2 separate regions of the Mus musculus genome follow, and region 2 is linked to region 1. A link is a contact called in public HiChIP or PLAC-seq data. All regions are on one chromosome and are shown on one strand. Each heading gives the region's core, a stretch centred on a gene start, on an enhancer-like site or on the middle of the called end of the contact. The rest is flanking DNA. Distances are from core to core; before and after follow the strand shown. Region 1 overlaps 2610307P16Rik (RIKEN cDNA 2610307P16 gene). Region 2 overlaps 2610307P16Rik (RIKEN cDNA 2610307P16 gene).

The links. HiChIP or PLAC-seq counts read pairs in DNA pulled down with a chosen protein or histone mark.
Region 2: a contact with region 1 is called in an H3K4me3 HiChIP or PLAC-seq map of the SCID.adh cell line, with 11 read pairs. The contact joins two enhancer-like sites. A contact is called at or near these places in 2 of 484 Hi-C or Micro-C datasets (embryonic stem cells and trophoblast stem cells) and 1 of 115 datasets of contacts at active chromatin or transcription factors (the SCID.adh cell line).

The regions. Positions count from the first base shown.
Region 1 is chr13:28,518,050-28,524,154 of GRCm38.p6, forward strand. The region is part of intron 7 of 2610307P16Rik (RIKEN cDNA 2610307P16 gene); the gene reads right to left. Among named protein-coding and RNA genes, the nearest start is that of Gm40841, 100 kb to the left of the region's middle. Within about 2 kb of position 1,967, at least 29 of the 459 cell types and tissues checked have an H3K27ac peak or open chromatin away from gene starts, as enhancers often do. A contact at or near this core is called in the SCID.adh cell line, where this site is marked.
Region 2 is chr13:28,681,934-28,688,103 of GRCm38.p6, forward strand. The region is part of intron 3 of 2610307P16Rik (RIKEN cDNA 2610307P16 gene); the gene reads right to left. Among named protein-coding and RNA genes, the nearest start is that of Mir6368, 26 kb to the right of the region's middle. Within about 2 kb of position 2,583, at least 9 of the 459 cell types and tissues checked have an H3K27ac peak or open chromatin away from gene starts, as enhancers often do. A contact at or near this core is called in the SCID.adh cell line, where this site is marked.

The DNA.
Region 1 (6,105 bases), core at 717-3,216:
TCATTTTCACAGGTCTTTGCTCCCTTGTCCATTAGCTGAATCGATCCAAGAATGTTTCTGGATGCCACACCTGGAAGTTAGTATCTCACAGTCTGAGGCCAGGCTGATATGAAAGGGTCTACAGGACACAGGACTCCACTCCCAATATACAATGATTCCCCCAAACATCCACAGTTCTGGGATAGGGAAACCCTTCAGAGAGTTAGTTGTTGCAGGAATAAAACCTCCCTTGGGGGGAGGGGATCTTTAATGGTTTGTATGTGCATAAATGTACATGTGACTATGGATAGGTTTTGTGTGTACAAATATGTATAGAGATCATAGCTCTAGGTGTCTTTCTCTATTGTTCTCCACTTGTTTTTTGAGACTGAATCTCTCACTGAACCTGGAGCTCATGTATTCAATTCTACTGGAGAGCCAACGAGTCTAAGTGGTGCTCTGCCTCCCCAGCGCCAACATTATAAACATGTATTGCTTTGTTTGGCCTTTTTAAAGATGGGCTCTGGGAGGCTGGGAACTCACAACCTCATGCTTTTGTGACAAGCACTTTGGCAACATCTCTCAGTCTCAGCTCTATGGCTTTACAGTCATGGAGGTGAAAGAGATTCCAACTAAGGTCTGTATACGTTTCTTGTCACTGAAAAAGCAAACATCTGACACAAACAACTAGGAAGAAATGTTTATTTTGACTCCAGGTTTCAGAGGACTCTGTCCGTACCTGCTTAGTCCCACACACTTGGCAAGAACACTGCAGCAGTGGGAATGCGTAACACAGAACCCTTTTCATTCTCAATACTTATAGAAAATAGAGAGATGGAGATAGGAAAGCATAAGATACCTTCAAAGACTCTTTTCCAGGTGACCTTCTTCCTCAAGCCAGACCCCACCTCCTAAAGTCTCCAGATCTTTTCCAAACAGTGTCATCTTCTAAGGACCTAACCTTTAACACATGTGTGGCGGAGAAGAGAAGTGTTCCATATTCAAACCATAACATCTTGCTGCCATTAAAATGTCTTCTCTTCACATTTAACATAAACGTAGAGGACAGACACAGACAGAAGTTTAAAATGGGATCAGTATGGAATCCAGCAGACCGTAGAACACCAAACTCTGCATGAGACTTCAGTGGGTGATTCACTGCCAAAATAGCCACAAAGAAAAGATAAATAACAGAGTCTTAATGAATCACCAAAAGGTTGTTTGTTTGGACGTATATAAACCTAAAAGAAGTTAACATAGAGTTTATCTGTGTGTGTGTGTGTGTGTGTGTGTGTGTGTGTGTGTGTGTATGTGTGTATGTATGTAAGTATGTATGTTTCCATGGGTACTCTGATGCATACACATGTAAAAGCTACATGTCAATATAGGGTGTCATGCCATCCTCATCCAATCTCCACATTTTTGTTTTGTCTTGTTTTGAGACAAGGTCTCTCAAGTGAACCTGGAGCTCACCACTCAGCTAGGCTGGCAGGTCAGTGAGCTCTAATGATCTGCCTGCCTCCACCTCTGCAGTTTACATTTTAAAAGAAAATAAACCTTTATCCTGGCCACCTGTCACAGAGCCATGCCCACACAAGCACACCCACAAATACAAACACCAGAGAAACAGTGTCAGAGTCAATTGACTCTAGCTTAAAAAAAAAAAAAAAAAAACAAACAAACAAAAAAAAAAACTCTATGTAAGTCTTCCACCAGCTTGAAATAAAAGAAACTGACCGGAGAGGCTGAGGAGGATCTGAGGGTTTAACTCTTTCCTAAAAGCAGAGAGCCAACCACACCTGGAGATTAATTAGCAGGTCTTTGATGTATCATCTGTCCTCTGCACAGCACCCAGTGGGGTGGAGTCATCAAAACATTTACAGTGCCTGGTGAAAAAATAATTTGCCGTGAGGTAATTTAGTGTAAGCTCAGGTCATGTCCCAGTCTTGCCAAACAGATGGAGCTGCCAAAGGTCCCTTCCTGTAGCTGTTCCTTTCACAATGATGTGCCTGCTCACATGCTTAACTCTCTGCCAACCTTGATCTGCTCAGGGTGTGTGTGTGTGTGTGTGTGTGTGTCGTTTGCAGGAAGAGCTTCACACACAACATCTTAGGTTTCCCTGGATTCCTCTTGGTAGTCACACTTGGTTCAAGAGCGTCTGGGAAGAAGAAAGAAGAAAGGAGGTGCTGTCTAGACCAGGACAGAGATGTCATTCCCCAGCATGCACAGAACATGTCCTGCCCTGTCAGAAGAAACAGCTGTGATGCCTGGTGCAAGTTCCATGCAGCTGCTGTTTTGTGGAAGATTTCAACTCCACATCATCCATAAAGTACAAAGAACTCTGTTCACCATGGGCTGCATGGGTAATGGGCTGGGATGTGTCTTTAGAGCAGAAGAAAATCTCTCAGGAGACTTTGGACATGCACTCTTACTCCAAATGTTCCTTCTGAGGTGACCAGGACATAAACTGAACTTGGCAAGTTCGCTTGTGAGATTGTGCAAATGCAGTTGAAAGAAGAGCAGGGACTGGTGCACCTCATCCTGCATGTGTTCCCAACACTGCTTCCCTAAGCGGCATGGAGAGAACGGCTCAGCAGTCTGGTACAGAGAACACCACATGGCACCGGTCATTTCTGTTCTCTGAAAGGTGCCAGACTATGAGCAAAAGCACAAATCATTTTTATTAAACTGGGTAAATTAAGGAAACTTCTTGCAGCCAATACACTTGTACCCACAGGAATGTATTGAAAAACTAAGATCCTGCCCGGTGCAATCCACAGAAGAAAACACACAGAGATCAACAAGGTTGATAAAAGGCACTGAGGCTGGTTTCAGGCCTGGGCAGAAATCGAGAAATGGCTTAAATAATCCATGTTGTTGTTATGCTGAACAGAATTCTCACACTGAACGCAATATATAAACACCCTGAAGACTCCTTCCCTGAAAGTGCTCTCCTCCTTACATCAAAGAGGGTTAGGGTAAGAAGGATACTTGAAGGAGACTAAAAGACAACAGGCAGGCAGAAGGAAAAAAAGGCTCACCAAATCCACAGCACAGCCCCGCAGCTCATTTTGAATAATGACGGATCCTTCGAGCATTGATTTTACTCACAACACTAAATTCACTCATTATGTAACACTACATTGCTTCTTAGGTTTAGTGAATAAATTATAAAAGTTTAAGTCACTGAATGAATTATAGAACCAAATGTGGGCTCTTTGTGTATGCCAAGAATAATGTGCTTTTTCCTCAGGTGAATAACCTTAGGATAAATATGAAGTTAATCATAATATCTCTAAATCATCATCTAGAATTGGAACAGTGTGCTCAGCCGTACCTGTGTGTATTTATTTATGCTATCATACTTACATAATGTTTACACCACACTCTTTTATCTTACATAATCATGTTTGTATGACTATCTAATTTGGTAAGCAAAGTTGGGAATTAGAATTCAATTGCTTAAGTAGGGCTGAAAGAGATAGCTCAGTGGTTAAGAGCATAAGCCCCATTTCCAGAAGACCCGAGTTTGATTTCTAGCATCCGCATCAGTTAAGTCAAGTTAAGTCCAGCTCCAAGGGAAATCAGACACTGCCGGACTCTGTGAGCACCTGAACTCACTTGCACATACACAGACACAGCCGAGAAACATGCAACACATGCACACACACACTAGGCAGACAGATAGATACTTTAATTATGTCCCAGTGCTGGGACATTTGTTTCTCAACAAATATGTGTGCACAGAGTTTCTCTTAAAGATATAAGTAAATTTGGGATAGGAAAGATGCCTCAGTGATTAAAAATGAAGAATTATTGCTATAGAAGCATGAAGACCTGAGTTCAAATCTCCAGGAGCTATAAAGCTGGATATGGATACACACACACACACACACACACACACACGCACGCACGCACACATTCATACTCACTCATGAACATACATTCATATATGCATACACACCACCCAAATCTAAACATACATGAAAATATAAGTGAACTCTACCCAGTTGATCCTTGTTAGTTACAGTCCTCACTGCAGTTGAGGATATCTGTGATTAACAATGGGAAAACCATTTCCCTTGAGATCATGGAAAATTCAACTGAATTCAATTATGGAACATAATTGAAGAAGCAGTAAGTCAAAACATATACCATGCCCTTCATACACAGCCATCTGCAAAGTTTCTCACAGACACAAACTATTTAACATCTTGTCACAGGCAGCTTTAAGACTCTCCTGGGAGTTACAAGTTAGTTAAATGCATATTTTGCCGTCCCAGTAAAAACCCCAAATGAGTACATTTCAGGTACTAAGCCAACAAGTACTAGCAATGGGCTGCCATATTTATGGAGAAGGATAGCTCACAAAAAAAAAAAAAATGAGAGAAGCAGTGATTGATGGGTTCTTAGGCAACAAGGAAAGAAATGCTTGTATGCAACAACATAGCTACAGAATTTCAAGGAGGACGATCAAGAAGCAGCATCAGAAAACAGTACAGGAAAACGTACTGCACTGGGTGTGCACTGGATGTGGCTCGGGTTACTCCTGTTCCCTCTGTAGGGATACAGCTAGGCAAATTCGAATGTATCAAGCCAAACAGGAAACACTGAAGGAGAAAGAGAAATCTCCAGACCTGGCTCATAGCTGCTCAGTAAGTTTCTGTGGAACAAACAACTGTTCCAAAGAACAAGAAGAATGTAGAAGGAGGAGACACAGCAAGGACCAAGGGGAGAAGAAGAACAGTATTCAGCACCTCTGAGCACATCCCACCCCACAACACTTGAATAAAAGCATGCAAGGGCTCTGAACAGCAGCATCTTCTTCATGTCAAACAGCTGGCCATAGGGATGATTTACTAACTTAGCGGTGAGATACATCACTTTCCTGTCTCGTTGGTACTCCAGCCTTGCTGTCTCTTGGTCATCTCTAGCCTCGTGTACCTACCCAAACTTCCTGTTGACTAACGAGAATATTAAACTCAAATATTAATTGTAACCACCACCATCAAACAGCACTTTTTATACATTGTGGAGACTAACAGAGTTCGACTCTCTCCCACCTGAAACCAAATGCCTTCAGGTTTGGCTTATAGGGGCTCTGAGAGTTTCTGCTAAACAAGTGCAAGGGAACAAATGAGAAAAAAAAAAAAAAAAAACAGTTCCAAAGGACAGGGCTGAAATGAAAAGAATCTTTTACACACACACACACACACACACACACACACACACACACACACCCCTCTAATTGTTACACATAAAACAACTCTAAAGACAGAATTATTTCAAATACTACATAAAAAAAGCTTAAATTTCTAATCAGTAAATAATAAACTGCTTCATGTAAATTAGGACAAGGATCAAGACCATAATAAATCATAGGCATGAAACTTGAGCCTTGGTAATCTACTGACTTGGTATTTCCTTTAACTCAGCTTTCCCAGCTTTCCCGAGATTTGCTTTTTCATTAAGGGTGGTTCTAGGTGAAGGCCAACAGAACACTATATACAAACACAAAATCCTCTCCCTTTCTCCACAACTTCAGGGTCGCTACACCCAGCTGAAATTTAAGGACACCTAGAGGACTTTGACAGACTATTCTAAATGACCAAACCACTGAAACACTTTCCTATCCTCTAACAATCCTCCCAGTTATAGTTTAAAGCTATAGTCCTAAAACCAAGGCATACTACTTAAAATTAATGAAAAAGTACAAGCTTATAAGTAGATATGTACTCCTAAAAATACTTCCTATGCCAACTAAAGCCCAAGCCAAAGTTCTCAGGGAGCCATGGGCTATTAACTTGGCACACTGAGTAGTATTGCAAGGTGGTAATGGAGCCAATGGTTCTGGTCTTCAAACCCCACTAGGTTCATAACTTTGGTGAGTGATCTATCCTGTTGTGTCTGGTTCTCCTCCTGAATGGAACCATGAAGGTGCCTGCTCTGTTGAGCAGTGCATACTAAGTGTGCAGACAGAAGTACACACAGCATATCTGTACATGACAGGAGATGCCACTTAAACCATCACCTTCATACGTGCCCTAACTTTTGATTATACAAGTAAGGCAGTCTTGAAGAGGAGAGATGCTTCTCCATGATCATATCTCTGCAAAAGATTCAGTG
Region 2 (6,170 bases), core at 1,333-3,832, 160 kb after region 1:
TTTCAAGGTTATCTCGGGTGGACCGTGTAGTTAGAGTTGAAAGTCTTTCCATAGATTTCACACACTGAGCTTCCACGTATCTGAAAATTTACTATTACAAGCTTGGAGGTTCTTTCTACTCTCAGAGAGACACATAATTCAGGGGAACAAACGCTACTGGAGCAGTGTCCAGTCACCACTGCACAGACCTGAAGGTAACAAGGGAAGACGGTGGCAACCTTGCGGCACGAATGTTTCTTGTACAGTGATAATGAAAGAACAAGCTAGTGCTCTTTGTCGGCTTCTATTACTTTTCTGTTCTCTAAAATAAATTTTCTTCTACGAACTAAGCATTCCAACAGCCTGTTGTGGAAACTCTTTCCCTAGGGAGATATAAACAGGCATCGTCTCTCTCCTCCTAGAGCAGGGTACAGACACTAAACCAAAGTACATTTCCACTGAAGTTCAACTCAGAGACCCAGTAAGTTTACTGGGATTCCTTACATAGCATGGGTAACAAGTTACACACAGGAACATTAATGATCCCATGACAGCACACTAACAGAAAGTCTTACCACGGCATGAATAGATGTCATGGATAGAGTCTCCTCTTCAGTTAGCCTCACCACAGTCTACACACTGTTAGCTTCACCACAGTCTACACACTGTAGCACCTCCAAGATCAGGAGGCCACATCTAGTTAAGACAGAATTGCTTCTAGCTGCCTGGGAGATGCATGAGGAAGCAGCCAGAATCTCAAAATCAAATAACTCCCACCCACATCTACTATAAGGGAACATTACTAGTTAACATTACTAGTTAACTATGGGTCTCCTCAAGTAGTCACAGTTAATCTGATGAAAAGATGACTGCTATACTCAGAGCATAGTCCTCTAAAACATGCCCCTCCTCCAGAGGAAGAATACAGTATATCAAACATCATTATCATCTTCTCCTTGGGGAAGCTATCCCCCTCCCCCAGGTCTCCCTTAATGTACAAAATTTCCCTATTCCACATGCTTCACAACTGTCATTGTTTCTGCTTTTCTTTCCACCTCCTAGACAATAAGAAACTAAAGTGCATTGTTTTTAAATTACTAATATTTCTAAGTGCATTCTAACATATGGAAAAATTCAACAAGGTCGCCATGGTCCTTGACTTCAGAAAAATCCACAGGGAAGCTTTTACTAGCCAATGCACGGTCCAGGCACTAGGATGACAGCCAGAAACAAACCATGAACACACCAACCTTCACTGAACATTCAAAAGAGGCCCAAATGGATAAACTAATGAATAGCAAGGAACCAACCATTTCTGCTATTGCTTGATTTGAAATTTCACTCAATGAGATAAAAATAAGACATGCAAACATTCTGCTTTTACATATTTCTTTCAACATGGTAAACTTAAGATCAAGCATAATTTGCACAAGATCTAGAACAACAAAGCTGACATGCAATCTCTCTTTATCAATTAACAATCTCAAAAGCTGTAAGACACGGCCAATACGTCTCTATCTCGCTACTATTAAACACCATTACTAATGCACCATTGATGGGCAGCCATGATTATCTTCAAAAGTAGGAAAGCATCGTGAGACTAACGTTTAACAAAAATCAATCTCCTATACCTATCAATATTAATAACTAATACCTGTATAAAGCCTGTGTCTCCCCCAGTATTTTCCTCTTAAATGAATTCTCTCATTTGTACCCTCACATCTCATGGAAAATGGATAAAGATTTCATACAATCTGTTCTTAATAGTAATCTACATGGAGACCCATAGACTTTCTGTTACAACTGTCAAGCTGTAATTTCAAGCTCAACTTTAGAATTACAGATGCCAATATCAACACTAACATTCGCTATAATTGCATTATACCATCTACAAGAGAAGGTGAATTAAAAAAAAAAATTGAAGGCAAAAATTCTTATAATCTGAGCACCCAGGAAGTTGAAGCAGTAAGGAGGAACAAGGGTTCAAGGTCAACATCAGCTATGCAACAAGGCCAGCCTGAGCTTCATGAGACCCTATCACTACTACCATCATGATCATAATCATCACCACCATTACCACCACCACCACCATCACTGAACAGATCTCTCAAATCTAATCCAATTCATTCCAGCGCTGTGTATGCATCACCCACTCAACAACCTCAGACATCCAGAGGCAGATGAATACGTTGCTAACATTGAACTGCATTGCTATAGCAGTCAGACACCAAAACCTGCAATTTATTCACAAGCAGTCTCTGTAACTACCTCACTCATCTCTGCCTTACAAAAAGATGGTTTGTTAGATCTTACTGTATAGACAACGATAGTAAACCCGTGTTCTACGAGCTCCCTGAGGCCGCAAACTAGGTCACGCTCCCCATGCCCCAGTCCTGTCACCCTTCCCTGTTTATGGCAAGCACTTGGCAATTACACAATGCAAGAATGGACGGCGAAGAAGCTACAAGGCCAACATCTGGTTTAGGAGTGTTCAAGATGATTCCTGCTCTTCCACCAGTCTTCTACTAACTAGACTCTGAGCCATTTAAAGGCAGACACGCTCAGCCTTCCTGTGTAAATCATGTTCAGAGCCCCAGATGGTGTCATGCTCATGTGGCATGTGTGTTGCATCAATATTTGCTCATTGATTTGTTGCTCAAATACCAACCACTACTGAGTTGTGTTTGTCTGGCAAATCATGCAATTTTAATAATTAGTGTCTGAGGTAGGGAAAAAAAATATCTTTCAAAAAAGGCTGATGGTGAATGGGAAGTGCATAAAATTGGTCCATGGGAACTATACTAGATGAAAATACATTTTCATAGCAAATAAATAAAATGTGGGTGGGGGGGTAGGATGGTGGTAAGGCCGATATGGTGGCGCATGCCTTTAATCCCAGCACTCGGGAGGCAGAGGCAGGCGGATTTCTGAGTTCGAGGCCAGCCTGGTCTATAGAGTGAGTTCCAGGATAGCCAGGGCTATACAGAGAAACCCTGTCTGCAAAAAAACAAACAACAACAACAAAAAAAGGATGGTGGTAAATTTCCAAGAGTAACAGTAACACCCACTTTATTGTTATTTACATAGACACACGCTCTAAGGGACACATGTAAGACTGGAGAAATGGCTCTGTGGTTAAGTGTCTTTCTGTTCTAACGGAAAATCAGAGTTCAGTTCCCAGCAACCACCAGCAACCACCAGCAACCACCATGAGTGGCTCACAACTACCTGTAGTTTCAGTTTCAAGGGATCTGATATCTAATTCTAGCTTCCATGGGTACCACACATACAAGGCATACACACATAGAAAGGCAACACACAGCTGGGGAGGGGCGGAGGATTGACCACTTGCCAAGTAACCAAACTGGCATGGATACCATGCATAGACAGTACAGTAACCTATGTGGCTTCAAAATACAGAACCAACTGCTTGGTCTACAAAAGTAATAGGACTCAGTTTTAGATTTTACAAGCCCTAAATTTTTTTCTCCAGTTTTTAATAATTTTTTCATTTTTTTCTTTTATTGAAAACAAATTGTTTTCTCATACCATATGTCCTGATTATAGTTTCCCCTCCTCTCAGTCCCTCCCCATCTAACACCCTCCCCCCCACCCCCAATCCACTCTCTTTCATCTCTCATTAGAAAACAATAGGCTTCCAAGAGATAACAACCAAACGTGACAAATATATATAAGATGAAGCAAAAACAATCTATATATTATATAAATTAGTCTGACAAAAGCAAGTGCAATAAAGGATATCAGGCCTTGATACTGAATGAGGCATTCTGATAAAGCAAATCTCTAGTTCATTCCAGAGTAATCAGAAAACCACTCATGGTGTAGGACTTGTGACTGGCACGGAGCAGGGAATGAGTCAGGGAATCTCAGGGTGTGTGGCAGCAGTACACACTATCCAGGTAATCCCCACCCCCACCCTGTGGTGAGTACTGACCCTCTGGGAGAGCAGGTAGCCCATGTTCTCATACAATGGAGATGATTTAAGTCTTAATTTGAGGGGGGAGGAATTTTCATGCACTCATGTTTTTAATCATTACCCTTCCTATACAGAGCTTCAGAAAAGCAGCACCACAGGCCGTTAGGCATAATGTACATACATCCCAGGACATTCCCAGGAAACGATGCCCCACAATATAAAGCTTTGTATATATTCTTGCAATACATGACTTTGTTCTCAAAGAGATGCTCAGGCAAGAAAGGCTAATCACTCGAATGGTTAAGTTCTAGTTATTTGGGGTTATTTCTATATATCAATGAATTCAAGCAGTCAGTTCACAGCCCAAGATGATGATATTCATAACGATGTTCATGATGAACGGAGAATTCTTCTGGGTTATCGATAGCATGATAATTGCCTTCAGACAAATGAATGCTTATTTTAATTGAACCAAGTGTGATTAGGAATATATTGCAATGAAGCTCCCATGGGCTCTTAAAAAAAAGAAAATAACAAGAGATTTGCATTGTATTGTTCAATAGATTGAGTGTTCAAAATGGAGGGATATAGAAGATATCTTTTACTAATGTCACTGCATTTTAAATGTTCTAGACATACATCCCCTGCCCCAAAATAAAGTCTTCAGCATCCATCCATCCATCCATCCATCCATCCATCCATCCAAACTGTCAACAACCACCATGATTTCTACTTAGACTGGAACTTAACTTGGTAAAGGATACGAAAGCCAGTCTTTTCAATGCTGATTCTGGGGCTGAGTACAGTAGGAATAAAGTGGGGGAAAGGTTTGAAATTCTTTTTATTTTTTAAAGATTTACTTATTTATTTTATGTATATGAGTGCACTGTCATTGTCATCAGACACACATACCAGAAGGCATCAGGTCCCAATACAGATGGTTGTAAGCCACCATGTGGTTGCTGGGAATTGAACTCAGGACCTCTGGAAGAGCAGCCAGTGCTTTTAACCTCTGACCCATCTCTCTAGCCCCTGGAACTCCTTCCAAGACTCCCCTAATTTTTTTAAGTCTTATTTTTAATTTATGTGTACATGTGTGCCTATTTGTATGTGCAACACGTAGATGTCTGGTGCTTACAGAGGCCAGAAGAGGGTATCACCTGGAGCTGGAATCGTGGGCATCTGTGAGCTACCCTATGTGGGTGTTAGGAAATGAAGGCGGGTTCTCTGAAAGAGCAGTAATCACTCTTAACTGCTCAGACACTTCTCCAGCCTCAATTCCCTAATGTCACTACCATGCTTAGAATGCATTTAAAAAATTAAAAAGAACTATTGGCAAATGTTGAGGCTTAATGAGGCTTCTAGTCATAAAGAGTACTAATCCAGGGCTGACTGGATGATTCAGCAGGCAAAAGAACAGCCAACAAGCCTGACAACCTGAGTTCCATCCCTGGAACCCACATACTCAAAGGACAGACTCCTGAAGGTTGGTGTCTGACCTTCATACAAGTCCCATGGCATGTACACAGCTTTCCTGTCCACCCCCAAACACAATAAATCATGAAATATATATGGGTTTTGTTTAATGTAGAAAGTATGGTTCAGAGGAAGTTCCAGTGTTAACAGCTCCTCACTTCTAGGTCTAAGTCTTGCCATTAAATCTGCCACGGTTTGGATGTGGTCTATCTCCCCCAAAGCTTCTTATTCTGGTCCTTGGAATGATGCTGTGGAAACAAGGTAGGATGGGGCTGGAGAGATGGCTCAGCAGTTAAGAACACTTATTGCTCTTGTAGAAGATCTAAGTTTTGTTCCCAGCATACACATGACAGCTCACAACCTCCTTTAACTCCAGTACCAGAGGATACGATGCCCTCTTCTGACCTCCAAGGGTTCCTGAATGCACATAGTGCACAGCCAAGTACTCAGGCACACATGTACACATAAAATTAAAATTAAATAAATAAAGGTGGTGGTACCTTTAAGAGGTAGGCAGGGTCTAGTGGAAGGTAATTAGGTCATGTCCAGTGCCTCCAGGCACTAATACTATCCTCTTGGAGTGGTTTAGTTCCCACAGGAGTGAGTTGCTATAAAAGAAGAGAAATGGACCCTTCCTGTTTTCTTGCTTTCTCTCCCACCAAGTGATGACTGCTGTTTGCCTCTCTCTTGTGCCTTCCTCTTTTTTCTCTTTCTACATCCTCATGATCTGTATACCCCAAGATTCACCAGTGCTGATAAGATGACTAAGCACATAAAA